Regions from separate parts of the Hordeum vulgare genome. Here region 2 is linked to region 1. The links are chromatin contacts, called in public Hi-C maps. All regions are on one chromosome and are shown on one strand. Each heading gives the region's core, a stretch centred on a gene start, on an enhancer-like site or on the middle of the called end of the contact. The rest is flanking DNA. Distances are from core to core; before and after follow the strand shown. Region 1 holds the start of LOC123439474 (protein DELAY OF GERMINATION 1-like). Region 2 holds the start of LOC123442875 (DEAD-box ATP-dependent RNA helicase 20).

Region 1 (7,152 bases), core at 1,954-4,453:
ATTGTCCCTACCTTGTTTGTAAAGGCTCGGTCACCGCCTTCAAAGGGCACCACTAGTGGAATCACGACATCTTGATTGTGTGAGGGCGTGAGGAGAACACGGTGGCCCTAGTGGCTTCATGGGGAACATTTTGCCTACACATCGCTCCAACGGAGACGTAGTTCCCCTCAAAGGGAAGGAACTTCGGTAACACATCCTCGTCTCCACCGGTTTCACTTGTGGTTTTCTCTTACCTTTACTTTGTGCAAGCCTTACTTGTGTTGCATCTTTTGCTTGCTTGTATAATCATTGTTGTTAGCATCATATAGGTTGTTCACCTAGTTGCATATCTAGAAAACATATTTGTTGCTAAACCTAATTTGTCAAGAAAAGCTAAAAATATGTAGTTGCCTATTCCTCCCCCCTCTCTAGTCAACCATATCGATCCTTTCAGTTGCGATTGCAAAAACTGCATGCTGGAGAGGAGGACGACTCATGTTGTGACCTAGAGGGACGTGTGATGGTACCAACCGTCTGTGATGCTAGAACTGACCTCCGATGATGTTGTGACCATGAAAAAATGCGTGTTGGAGATGACACCATCCCATGCTGCCACCACAAGCGATGAATGGCGGAACTCACTGACGATGATGCTAGATCCAGCCTCTGGTGATGTTGCTACTACGTCAACTGCACGCTAGAGCCAGCCGCGGTGATGTTGGAATGAGTTGCATGTGGTGTTGGAACCGTCCTCCGGCAATGCTGGGACTGCAACAACTACATCCTGGAACCAACCATCTATGATGCTGGAACCGACCTTCGGTGATGTTGTGACTCCGATCAACTGCATGCTCGAACCAGCCGTCGGTGATATTGGTACCATGTCGACAAAAACTGCAACCCGCTAGTGGCCTTGCAAAAATTGGTGAAGCCGAAGAGTAGGTGCTCCAAGCGGAAGTGTGGGGATGCATGAGTGCTGCATCGAGTTGGCAAGGTCGACGACGGCAACCGCGTGCCGTCGAAGGGCATTTATGCTACAACTCCAACACCGGATTCTACAACTGACGATGATGAAGACGTGACGGGTTACGCACGCTATGAGCTGTGAGCCTTGGCGCCCGACCGCATGCCGACTTGTGGTCCTGCAAGTGTAGTAGGCGGGGAGTGGGGCAACCGTTGCTACAAAGCAGAATGGGAAGGGGGCGTTGGGAGGCTGTCGGGGAGGTGGGAGCCGATTTTGCTACGACGAGCTAGTCGTCGCATGTGACAGGGGCTACACATTTTTTTATCATGTCCATGCAAAAAATTGTGTTTTTGCTACGAACGAGAAGAACGAGATGGGGCTCAAGAATGAGACATGCGGATTACGTAGAATCATGTGGTGTGGGAGGCCACGCACGACCATAGCCGGTTGGCCGACACCTAGCATTGGTCTTCCCACTATCGCAGTTCACACCACAGGGTTGTAGGAAGGGTGTGTCTAGAATCAGTCGACCAAGACTTAACGAAGTTTCAGTCGAGTGATGTCAGCGTAGTTGTGGTGTTGCGATCGACACAGTCGGATGTTGTAAACCACGGTGAATATTTTTGCGATGGTATTACAAGAACGACGAAATATGCTACAACCATGATGACTAAATACTAAAACCATCAATGAAGGATGTTACGACCGATGAGATGATGTGCTACAATCAACGAGGAATGACATGCTACAACTAGCAAGACGGGTGCTATAATCATTAGGAAGAAATGATCCAAACAACATGACATAATGTTTCAAGGTCGAGTGAGGCTTGGTTAAATCATAGTCGATTGAGATTTAGTGAGCGTGTCGTGGGAAATAGTTTGTTGGAGACCCCTTTACATCTTCATTTTTCATAGTAATGCATTACACACACTCCTTCCGTTCCAAAATAAATGTCTTCAATTTTAAACTAGCTTTAGTATAAAATTATACTAAGTTTAAGAGGACTGAAGGAGTACATACAAGGAGCTAAACCACCATGGGATGAGCTTGTGCTTCATACGTACACAAGTTGCTAGCCCACTTCGTACAAGTTATCACAGATTTCACACTGGCAGAACGCACATGTAGACCAAACAGAAGACGGTCAAAGCTTATCGCGACACCTCGCGTTGACCAGGCAAAACGAAGGCAGCTCAGAGCTAACTAGACGACGGGCCTTGCGCGGAGCAGAGCAACCACGTGCGCGCGCGCCGCTGCAGGCTCACTCCGCCGTGGCGGCGCCGTCCTTGTGCTGGCCGAACTTGTGCACGGCGAGGTGGAGCTCCGCGGCGGCCACGAGGAAGTGCACGGCCTGCGCAGGCCGGAGCAGCCCCACCACGCCGCGCAGCGTCTCCAGCCTCAGCCCGTCCGCCATCTCCAGCACGCGCTTCATCGCCTCCGCCTTGGCATCCATCTCCCGCTCCATCCCCTCCGCCGCGTCCATCCCTCCTTTTCCGGCGAGCTCCACCATCCTCGTCGTCGCCAACGACTCCTATATGTTCACATTAGTTCACGAATCAAGAAACGGAGAAGAAGCTGGGGTTGGTAAACAGTTTACCTGCGCGCTGGCGGCAGCCTCCTCGATCTCCCGTTCCCTCCGGATGGTGCGGCGATGCAGCTGGTCGGCGGCCTGGAGCTGCTCCGCGGAGAGGCCGCCGAGGTCGCCGTCCCCGAGGCTGCCGCCGTCGAGGAAGGCCGGGAGCTGGGCCTCGAGCTGCACGCCGGACTTGGAGTAGAGCAGCTGGACCGCGGCGGTAGGGCGCCAGCCGCCGCACCAGAGGTAGAGGCTCTCGGTGGCGGAGATCCACGAGGGCGCGAACATGGGGAGCACATCGGCGGAGGCGGCCGCGGACTTGGCGCGGTAGTAGTTCTCGTAGTGGCCGAGGACACGGTCGACGAGGCGCCGGAGGTCAGCGTCGTGGGGCCGCGCCGTCGCCGCCGCGCGGAGCGCGGCCAGGTCACGGGACTGCTCCAAGATCCAGCACTCGAAGAACTTGGCGAAGGACTCGCCGCCGTCCGATGCCCGGGCTAGGCTGCCGTTGTGATGCTGTGGTCGCGAGGTGGCGGTCATGGTGATCCAAGTGGCTCTCGCTCCTTGTGCGTAAGAGTTGGTGGAGGTTTCGATGGCTTTGGAGTGAACTGCACTGCAGGAGCGTTTTTTAAGGCGGCAAAACGGATATACTACAACATATGATGGAGTATTTTATGAGGTGAAGACAAAAACGAGTACGAGCGAGCAGTGTATCTACACGCGCTTCTAAGGCCCTGTTTGGATACTCCACCTTAGTTAGTGGTTAGAGTTAGTTTTTAGCTCATGACTAACCCTAAACTAACTCTAACCAAATAGATGTTTGGATGAAAGGGTTAGATTGATAATAGATGCACTTTATGAAAAGAGAAAAAGTGTTTTTTAATGGGCCCCACGAGAACTAGCTCCAATTAGCATCTCTTGTCTGGTGGAAGAGAGAGAAAAAAAATATTTAATGAACCTCATGAGAACTAGCTCCAATTAGCACCTCTTGGATTGGATAGTTTTTTTTGGGTGGGTTAGATGCAACTAGCTCCAATCTAACCCTTATGTTTGGATACTTTAGGGCTGGTTGAATCCAAACTAGCTCAAACTAACTCTAGCCCATGAATCCAAACAGGGCCTAAGAGCAAGTACAATAGTATAGCCAAGTGCTGGCTATAAGTTATTGGCATGTCATCTATAGCTCACCTTATAGCCAACATGTATAATAGTTTATTGTAAAAGTGTACTACTTCTTTAATATATGGTCCACCTTTCATACTCACAAAATACCTGGGAGCACGTGCTAGAGCTGGCTCTTAGCTAAGAGCCCGCTTACCTCCTCTCTCTTCTTCTCTTTCCTCTAACTAAATAAAAATATATTAGTTTATTCCTTATAGCCAGCTGACTCAACTTTATTTTACTTGCTCTAACAGCATCTACACACCCACATAGCAAAGGATGCGCCGGCGCGCCGGCCCAAATTTTTGGCCGGCCGCGCGCGGGCCGCAGGATCCACCAACCCGCGTCGTTCGCATCGTTGGATCCGCATGCAACATTTTCTTCCCTATGCAGCAAAAATTCGATGCCATGCAGCAATTTTTTCAACGGTTGCAACAAAAAATAAAAATTGTAGCAAAAAAAATATCTATGTGATCGTAGCAAAAAACGAAGCTCATGGTACATGGTAGCAAAAGTTAAACGCCGGTTGTAACAAAAATTTACGTGACGTGTATGCAACTTTTTAGTGAACGGTTGCAGCAAAACATGATGCCGGTTGTAGCAAAAATTAACACGGTTGTAGCAAAAAGTAAAAAACATCGATTGTAACAAAAAATCCGACGAACTAGAGTTGCAACCAAACGTATATGCAGCTTTTTTACTGAGACAAAATATAGTTAAAAAACGCTTGCAGTAAAAATAACGCAGGTTGCAACATATTTAGACGAAAAATGTTGCATCCATTGACCGGAGAAGCGCGCGGATGGGAAAAATGTTGCAAGGCCCCGCGCGCGCCACCGGGCAACTAGCGCGTCGGTTCGGCCGGCGCGCGGGTGGGAAACGATTCCCCAAAGCAAATATGATCACCAAAACGTTCACGGACGCGTCCCGTTAGGGCGATGCTCTGCGCCGGCGCGTCGGTCGAAAGGCGGGCCGCCCGATCTGCCAGCTGTAGGCGGATCGCGCCGTTAGATCTTCATACAACATTTTTTCTTCGATGCAACAAATTTCGATAATATGCAGCAATTTTCGTCAACGGTTGCAACAAAAAAAATAATTATAGCAAAAAAATATCTACATGATCGTAGCAAAAAAACGAAAAAGATGATGCGTGGTAGCAAAAGTCAAACGTTGGTTGTAGAAAATATCTACGTGACGTGTATGCAACTTTTTTTAGTGAACGGTTGCAACAAAAAATGATGCCGGTTGTCGCAAAAAATAACACGGTTGTAGCAAAAGTCAAAACGCCGGTTGTAGCAAAAATCCAACAAACTCGAGTTGTAACCAAACGTATATGCAGTTTTTTTACTCGACACATGTAGTAAATAAAAACGTTTATAGCAAATATGAACGCTGGTTGCAACAAATTTAGACAAGAAAAAAAGTTGCATGGAAAACGTTTGTATCAGAATAACACATGGTTGCAGCAAATTTGACGAAAAAATGTTGCATGCACCTGCCAGCGAGGCGTGCGGCCCGCGCGCGACCGGCCAAACGATTCGGCCGGCGCGCCGGGTGAAAGCGTTTACCGTCCGTTAAGGATCAAACATGTCTTGTATTTGTTTGTTCGTGCATTCATTTTTTTCGTGATATGCCCGATCACTTGCAAATTACCGTTGGAAAGAAAAAAAAAGAAGAAAAGAATGGATAATGAAAAGGAAAAGGTGGTTCGGTTGGGGTCACGTCCTACGTGGAGGGCTTATCGGGCGTACCCGGACGCGTGGGGTGATACGAGAGGTCCAATTGGGTCGCTTTTTTCACACTCTCTCATGTTCGGTTACTGATCCGGCGCGTTCGTGGGCATATGAGGGTTCGTTTGAGCCGTCCGGCTGTATATGCTCTAAAGGCGATCTTATTGGTGGCAAAAGGTGTCCCAGATCCACGCGTGTGAATCGTTTTTAGTTTTTATAGTTTAGATTTTTAGGGTGTTCATCGCTTTGGCTCACGGTGATGATAGCGGCGCAGAATAAAGACTCTTTGAATCCTTTCCCGACGAGGGGTAAGGGGAAGAAGGAGGTGAGGGGGTAGCCGGAGATGGAAGAGAAGGCGTCACTACCACCGGAGTGGGATGTCGCCTCCTCGAAGGCCTTGTCTGCGGGCGTTGGCTTCCTCTTCTGTTTGTCTTTGACCGGAGCAATTGGAGGGCGGACGATCTTTGCAGACGGTGTTGCGGAGCGCATGATCTTCGTCGTCCCAAGCCGTTTCCTTGCCACAGACAAAGGCACGTACATCCGCGTGAACGGTGTAAAGTCAACACGTAGAGAGGCGCCCATGGTGCGGAGGCAACCGGCGGTTACATTCAAGATGCAACCAGGGCGTCGAGTGGTTGTGGCGGCGGGGAGAGATAATAGCAGGGCACTACCACACTTGGGCACGTCGTGGTGCATAGGTACCAATAGTCAAAAGTTTTGCACGTCACTACCACTTCACGCACTAATTATTGTGAAACGGGCTGACTGCCGTATAAAATCGTATTGACCATGTATCTGACATACCTGGCCCGCATGCCAGGCGACACGGTGGCGTACACGGACCTAACTTGCTACCGAACCGGCTCGGTCGCTCGTTGTGTCTCGTTCGAACCGTGTCAAACTGGACGAACCCTAGCCTTTCTCTCCCCTCTCCCTCTTTGCGCGGCAACTCCCGGCGGCGGCGATGGCGGCGGCGGTGACGTTGCGGGCGGGTATGGAGACCTTCCTGGCCTCAGGCCAGATGACCACGTAGGTCTGGCTGTGGACGACGGCGGCTCCAGTTTGTACCACTCCTCCAGTGATGATGAGGATTTGGAGGAGGAGGCGGCGCTGTCCATGGAGGACAGGGTGAAGCTGACAAAGATCTAGGTGACCAACCCTACCATTAGCCATCACTGGACCAGTGGTGCTGGTGGCGGCGTGGTGTAAGTGCCTCTACTCTATCCCTCTTTCTTCCTAATTAAAATCTGGTGGGCTAAGGTTAGTTGCTTATTTGCTATTATTTCTGTCAACTGTAATTTGCATGATGTTGTTTGGGAACTTCAGATTCACTTTGATTCGCAGCCCAATTTGGATATGAAGCTATGTAGCTCAGATGTTACATTTCTGAACCTATATGCAATGTTGCAAACACAAGGGTTTTATTTCTCTCATGAGTTGTACCACATGAAACATTTAGGCATAGGGGAGGAGAGAGAGCATGGCTTAGAATTGATTGACACAAACATCAAACTACAGCGACTGAAGAAGGAATATAAGCATAGTTTAGTTCTGAATTTGCTAGTGAGGGCAACACCAACTTCTTTATGTCAAAGAGAAGAGAGATCAAATGTCAGTAATGTCATTAATGTCTGTCATAGAGAAGAACAATTAGCAGCAATATTGTATCAACCAGCTGTTATGTATGATCTCAGTGTGCCTGCAGTTCTTGTTGTTGATCCAGAAGGTATTGTTTTTCATAGCAT
Region 2 (7,152 bases), core at 2,109-4,608, 330 kb before region 1:
TATACTAGTAGTATGTAGGAAATCCACTAGCAAAACAAACTGTGGGCACTATGGCCCTGTTTCTTTAAAAAGTCCTAGGACTTTTTTTAGTCCCAACTAAAAAGTCTCTAGTCCCTACCCGTTTCTTTCCAAGGACTAAACATGGACTAGAGGTCATTAAATGACATGCAAAAAGACCATGTTATCCCTAGTAATATACTACTCCCTCCGTCCCAAAATAAGTGTCTCACGCCTAGTACAATTTTGTACTAGAGCTAGTACAAAGTTAAGACAGTTATTTTGGGACGGAGGGAGTAGAAGTTATTAAATGACATGCTAAAAGTAGGGGCACTGTTGGAAAAAGTGTCAAAAAAGTCCCAAAAAGTCCCTCCCATAGGGACTTCTTCCTTTAGTCCCAACTACCCCATTTTAGTCCCTAAAAGTCCCTCCTGTTTCTTTCCCATGGGACTAAAAGGGACTTTTTTTAGTCCCTACACCAAAAAGTCCCTGGAAAGAAACACCCCCTATGTTCACCTTGTATGGATCAAAAAGGAAAGTCCTTGCTAGCAGCTCAACTTCCTTTGGCCAGGTAGCACTCCAATAAAGTGTTTGTCGATCTGGACGAATCTGAAACAAGAAATAATCTTTTGACATCATTTTTAAGACTTGCTGAGTTTCAATGAAGCCAATACCAACATTGATGGGTAATGGATAATAACTATATGGTGGATAAATGATTTGACAACCTCATCATAATAACTAAATTCATAGCAAAAATGACAACGTGCAAGTCAAAAGGGCACATATCAAATGGAGAAGATCAGAACACTGATTTGCACGTACATTCAGGATTTACCCTATGATGCAATAAATCATGTTGTAGGAAAAGGAAGAGGTGTACCTGTGAAACAATTTTCTTAATCTGAGGTTCAAAACCCATGTCTAGCATTCGATCTGCCTCGTCTAAAACAAGGTATGTAACCCTCCGCAAATTTGTATGATGTGATTCCATCATATCAATTAGTCTCCCTGGCGTCGCTATAATAATTTCAACACCTAACACAAGAACAATCGGACTATCACCAGTCATGTAAAGAACCATTAAAAACCAACGCAAATACGGAGTAGAAAGTAACTACATCAGTTGAGTATAGACAAACATAATCCTTTCAAACAAGTACATGCAGAGAAGCACACGTGAGTGAGTGAGGGGGTGGGGGAGAACCTTTTTGAAGATCACGAACTTGAGGACCTTTTGGGACACCACCATATATGCATGTGCTTTTTATCTTTGATGATGCACCAAATTTTGTTGTCTCCTGCTGTATCTGGACAGCAAGTTCACGTGTAGGGGCCAGCACAAGAACAATCGGACCATCACCAGGAGCTTGAATAACAAAGAATGTATCAGCCTTTCAGATTATTATTATTATTCAGAATGATTCCAGAAAAGTAAATCAAGAAATATAAGCAGCATATTCGCACCTAGGATAGGCTGAGCATTAACATGAACAATGGCAGGTAAAAGGTAAGCAAGTGTTTTTCCAGATCCTGTTTCAGCAATGCCAATAAGATCACGCCCCTTCAGTGCCATTGGCCAACCTTGTGACTGGATAGGGGTAGGTTCTGTAAAGCCAGCTTTTGTGATTTCTTGCAGCACGTATTCTGCAAAAAAGAAATGAAGGACCTTAGGTAAGTAAGTGGAAACAAAGGCTGTGAGATGATAAAGCTAAGGAAGCATAAAAAAAAGGGCAGCACGGTGCACGTAGCTGCCGCTTGCGCAGGGTCCAGGGAAGGGCCCAACCACTTTGGGTCTTTTGAACGCAGCCTTTCCCTACATTTCTGTAAGAGGCTGTTTCCAGGATTCGAACCCAGATCACAAGGCAACAGCTGTACCGCTGCGCCAAGTAAACAAAATTATAATCATGTATCTATGAATAGCATCATTTTTCTTAAACAAACAGCACAGTTTTTATACAAAAAGAATATAAATTTAAGAACAAAGGTGGAGAAAAGCAAAGGCAGACATCAGAGGGTATCATAATATGGTGCTATCCTCCAGAAGCATGAGCCTTCTGATTATAATGTGATGCAATGTGAGGTCTAGAAAACTCCTAGTTGGTAAAAAAGTACTCCTCCGTCCCATAATATAAGAGCGTTAGTGTCAAAAACACTCTTATATTATGGGACAGAGGGAGTAATATATATACTTTTACCATTTTGTTTTCAGTTCATCGAACACATATCAAGTATCTTGAAAGCAATGAAAATACAGTACTAATCTTCTAGCAATAAGTGCAGTGATTGGCACGAGAAAGAGCAGGAGAACCAGTGCTATTAGGCCCTAATATCCTAGTGTTGATTACTCACATATGTAGGCAATGGAGAGCTAACTACCTAAAATTGCGATTCAATGAGAATCACTGCTTCACAGGGCAAGCCGTTTCCCAATCAGCTAACAGGATCAACTCAGGCACTCAGCCCAGTGACATGAGAGTATTTGCTTCAATTACATATACGTGCATCAAAAGTATGCTTTTTGAGCGTGGTATGATAGAAACAGAGCATCATGTGATACAAGGAGACCCGTAGCTAAATGAAGACATTCCTGTTATTCGATTTTAAGTAATTCAACAGAGATGCTAAAAAAGCATACAAATTTATCCTATTCCCTGCTGATTCTATCAAATTTGTGCGTCTGAAACTGAAAGCCTGCAACACAACAGTAGCGGATGGGGATAAAAGGGGCTACGAAGAACACCACGGCCTAACCTGGGAAGCCGACGTCGCGGAAGCCGCGCACCGGCTTGGGCACGTCGTTGCCCTCGACGGTGATCTCCCGGCGGCGGCGGTACGCCTCGACCTCCTCCGCCGTCATGCCGGCCACCGCGGGAACCTCCACGTAGAAGTTCTTCTCGAATCGCGGCAGCCCGTCCAGCTCTGCCGCGGCCGCCGCGGCGGCAGCATCCGGTCTCCCCGACGGCGCGAACGCCCTCGTCCCGCCACCGAAGGCCCCCTCACTGCGAACGCAGGCAGAAATAAGTAACCAACCGGACCAGGCAGAAATAAGTAACCAACCAGGATTGTTATGGGTACTGTTAGGGTTTGGAGCGGGGCGGGTTACCTGCGGCGGTCGCGGTAGGAGCTGGGGTCCGCCGCACGGCCGTCGAAGCGGCTCATGGCGGCCGTCGCCGGCGGCAGCTAGGGTTTAGCGGCGGGCGGTGGGGGGCTCGGCTCCGGCGAGGGTGCGCCGAGGCGGTGGAGGGCTCGATTCGGCGAGCCGAAAGAGGAATTCTTCTAGAAGAAGCAAGCAAAGCTAATGGCGGCGCCGCGGCGGAGGCGATTCGAATTGGAAGCGAAGCACAGGCGGCGAGTTCAACAGGCATTCGGGTAGACTGCTCGAGCTATTGCCCTCGTAGGCGCATTTCACCGTAATGCACAACCCCACATACAAAGCGTATCCCATGTCTAACAAAAGCGTAAACTGGCAATGACTGCACTGACAGGTGGGCCCGCGCGGGCCACGAGCAGAGGAAAAGGGTGGGAATATCCACGGCGGGAGGCGGTTTATCCATTTGCGTCCTCGACGGCGCGAGAGTTTTTGCCTGCGGCGACGATGGCCACCGTGGCGGCGACCATGGCGACGCCGACGCGGCACCGCCAGTTCCGCGTGCGCGCCGCCTGGGACATGAACCCGGGCGCCGCCACCGTCGCCGTGCCCAAGCCTTCAAAGGCGAAGCCCAAGCCCGCACTGGGGCAGTCGCCGGCGACGGCGACCACCCCGGCGCGCGCGCCCCCTCCCACGCACGCCGACCTCTTCGCGCGCAGCAGCGAGGGCCAAGGTATCTATCTATCTATCCTCCCTCAGCTCTGCCATCCCGGCCATTTGCTCCACGTTCTGCCCCCCTGAAGCTCTGGCAGCATGCTGTCAGTGAACAACTGGAAGTTGGTAGTACAAGGCAATTGCATATAGATTTTGACTTTAAAAGCAAGTGCGATAGAACGGTTGTGTCGTCGAGAACTTGATGACAACTAGTTACATGTCGCCGTGACCTGCTCTGGTGTCAGGGTCGTGTGGTTAGTGCACTATTTAGTCAGAGAGTAATTCTGTCAACTGATTGTTGGTTGGTTCGTATTAGCAAAGAAGAGCACAAGCACGTACATGGGGTTTGAGAAGTGGTGGTTGCCGCCCGCGCCAGAGGTGAAGAAGCCCCGTTCACTCTACAACGCGGCATCGCTGGCATACTTGGGGGACTGCATATATGAAGTGAGAACTGGTCAATTTTATTCGTTGGTTTTTATGCACTTTACAGTTGCTGTTATGTAGTTATCTTACATGTAGCTCAGCCTAGCTGTCACTGTTGACCTTCACTTGTTCTGGATTTACTGTATGATGTTTGTGACGATGTCGAGACAATGTGTACTAGTTTTCCACTTCAAGCTTGTTTGTTGTGAGATGATCTGATTCTTGCTCTTTGTAATACAGCTTTATGCTCGGAGACACTTCTTCTTTCCTCCACTGAGCATCAATGAATACAATAAGCGCGTGATGGATGTTGTGAAATGTGAATCACAGGTCTGGATATGGCTCTTCTTTATCCTCTGATCAAACAGCTTACATAGACTAGATGCTTCAGTATGGTATATTCATTGATTGTGATGTAGAATTTATCTTATTATCTATGTTTATCCATTGTATCATAGCCTACATATTGACATTTTTCGCGTATTTCAATTGGTACTGTCTCCTAATGTTGTTTCAGTTACCGTTATTTTAATGGTTGTAGTTCAATCCTTGAAGAGCACTCGTTTTGTTTGCCTTTTCATTCCGTTTTCTGCATATAAGAGAGTGCTTTGAAGCATCACGATGTGAGGCATATTTTCACATCAATTGTCATTTGTTTCGTTACTTCAGGATCTGCTGCTGAACAAACTCCTGGGAGAGGATTTTCTAACTGAAGAAGAAAGGTAAATTATGTTATGTGCCTTGTACCTACATGTTTCTTAATACTCCCTCCGTGTGGAATTACTTGTCGCAGAAATGAATGTATCTAGACGTATTTTTAGTTCTCGATACATCCATTTCTGCGACAAGTAATTTGGGGCGGAGGGAGTAGCATTTTATTGCCTACTAGGAAAAACACCATGCACTAGCCTCTGTACACATGATTGAGCTTCCATGTGGTGTTAGTGCATCAGTATTCAGGACGTATGAATTCATCTTCCTAGACTTGCCTTTGTACTGCACCACATTTCTTTTCTCTGCATTATATAGAATATGAACAAATGTAGTATTGTGTGATGCTTTCTCATCTATCTAGTACCTGTGACCTGTGAGTTACTTAGATAATCATGTTCTGTAGGGACATACTTCGTTGGGGAAGGAACATCGTTAGCAGCAAAACCCGTACAAGAAAACGGGCAGGAATCGCAGTGTACAATCGAGCATCTTCACTTGAAACACTGGTTTGTTCTACAACTAACAATTATATGCACCAAATATCCTGACTTTTTTCCCCCACAACTAAAAAATTGTGGATCTCTGTCTTCTATTGTAAGTTGCAATGTTTTTTTACTAACTATAAGTTGTAGTGTGTTGTCCTCAATTGTAAATACTAATCCTCACATTGTTTCATAGAAGACTAATCCTCGCATTGTTGGTGATGTTGCCGCTATTAGATCGGATATCTTTACCTCACGAATTTCAAGCGCTTGGAGCAAATGATGTTCCAGTTAGGATTCACAAGTGGTGCTTCGTCACAAAATATTGCAGATGAGCTGCGCTCAAGCTTCCAGTAAACATCCTTTATTTATGCTCCTCTGGTTCCGGTTTTAATCTACGGCTGTGCTTACTAATGGATGTTTCTGTCAGGAAAACAACCTCAACTTCTGGACAATCTCAGCAACCTGCAAAGCGATGAGCAGTTTCAGTATATGTAATGAACTGAACCGGAGTTTCTTTGATGATGCAGCGACTGATACAAGCACGAGTGACTTGCGGCACATGTGTTCCAAAAGTTGATTTCAGAGAAAAATGAGTGAATGTTGTTTGTGTGTAGGCAAGACCGAGTTAGTTGAGGAACATCTATGCTGCGTGCGTACTAGAGGCTGTGCAAGAGAAATGGCTGATTTCTATGAGAACCTGATGATTCTGATCGGAAGATTGTGGCACATCAAGATCGAGGTCATGATGATTCTGCTCTGAAGATTGTGACACATCATGGTCATGAGCACAATTGACACCCAAGCTTTGTGTGGATTCCGTGTAAGATGCGAGATCTATGGAATGAATTGATGTTGAATGCTGATATAATCTCAGTTTATTCTGGAGTATATTTCCCGTTCTTCTTAAAGACGAGTCAAATTTATGTTGCTTTGTGTGTGTCCTGTTGGTGTGCCCCGGAGTGGCTTGGAGCTCCCGGCTGAGCTCCGGATCGCCTAGTGACTGTATTATGTAAGAGCAACTTTATTACGACCCGCTTGGAATGGGTGTATATTTGTACACCCGTATATAATTTACAGGTGTAAATTACCGGCCACGCACGATTTTCAGCCGCTAAAGAAATCGATGGGGGAAGACCTGTATATTTTAAAGGAGTTTGGCGCTAAGAAACGACAATCCAATCAGCGCCTTAGAGTTATCATATCCACCCAAACTGCATAATAACGAGTATCTGAGTAGACCATGGAGCACACAAAAAAATAGCTCTAGTAGAGTTGCCATTCACTTCTCAATTGCCATACTTTTTTCAATATATTTGGAGACCATGGGATTCGTTTGGAGCTCACGCCGACCCCAACTGCCAGCGTGGGAGGAATGTTTCAGCTTCTTCCTCCTCGTGTCACAGGTGAGATTTGAAGCAGCGCAGCCTCCACTCATCACCAGCGACGGGGTAAACGTGACTGTGAACGGCGCTTTTTTCAGTTGTTTTGTTTGTTTGGGTCGACCGTCTACTCGGTGTTCGTATTGTTTAACATTTGGGTAGACAATGCATCCAACGTCCGCGACCCATTTCATGTTCATGCACACATTTAAAAAGGTTCGTGGTTGTCATCGTCCAAAATTCATGTCGTCATCATGCCAGACTATTTCTTTCAAATAATAATTTTTTATTAAATTTGAAAAATATTTGCAGATTTATATACTTTTTAAAATAACACACCGTCGGCCTA

Evidence for each region. A called contact is a pair of places that touch in the nucleus more often than the background predicts.
Region 2: a Hi-C map of leaf shows a contact between it and region 1, with 2.5 times the contacts expected there. The contact joins the promoter of LOC123442875 here to the promoter of LOC123439474 in region 1. A contact is called at or near these places in 2 of 6 Hi-C or Micro-C datasets (leaf and seedling) and 1 of 1 datasets of contacts at active chromatin or transcription factors (embryo).

Annotation. Positions count from the first base shown.
Region 1 is chr3H:40,416,743-40,423,894 of MorexV3_pseudomolecules_assembly, reverse strand. LOC123439474 (protein DELAY OF GERMINATION 1-like) reads right to left here and starts at 3,203. Exons shown (of 2, transcript XM_045116186.1): 1 at 2,544-3,203; 2 at 1,886-2,477. The coding sequence starts at 3,056. The coding sequence ends at 2,208.
Region 2 is chr3H:40,743,629-40,750,780 of MorexV3_pseudomolecules_assembly, reverse strand. It overlaps LOC123442875 (DEAD-box ATP-dependent RNA helicase 20), which reads right to left and starts at 3,358. Exons shown (of 10, transcript XM_045119047.1): 1 at 3,104-3,358; 2 at 2,752-2,999; 3 at 1,465-1,644; 4 at 1,205-1,366; 5 at 881-1,035; 6 at 514-606. The coding sequence starts at 3,159. It overlaps LOC123442874 (mini-ribonuclease 3-like), which reads left to right and starts at 3,549. Exons shown (of 7, transcript XM_045119046.1): 1 at 3,549-3,821; 2 at 4,119-4,246; 3 at 4,466-4,555; 4 at 4,895-4,947; 5 at 5,343-5,445; 6 at 5,659-5,774; 7 at 5,852-6,332. The coding sequence starts at 3,596. The coding sequence ends at 5,900.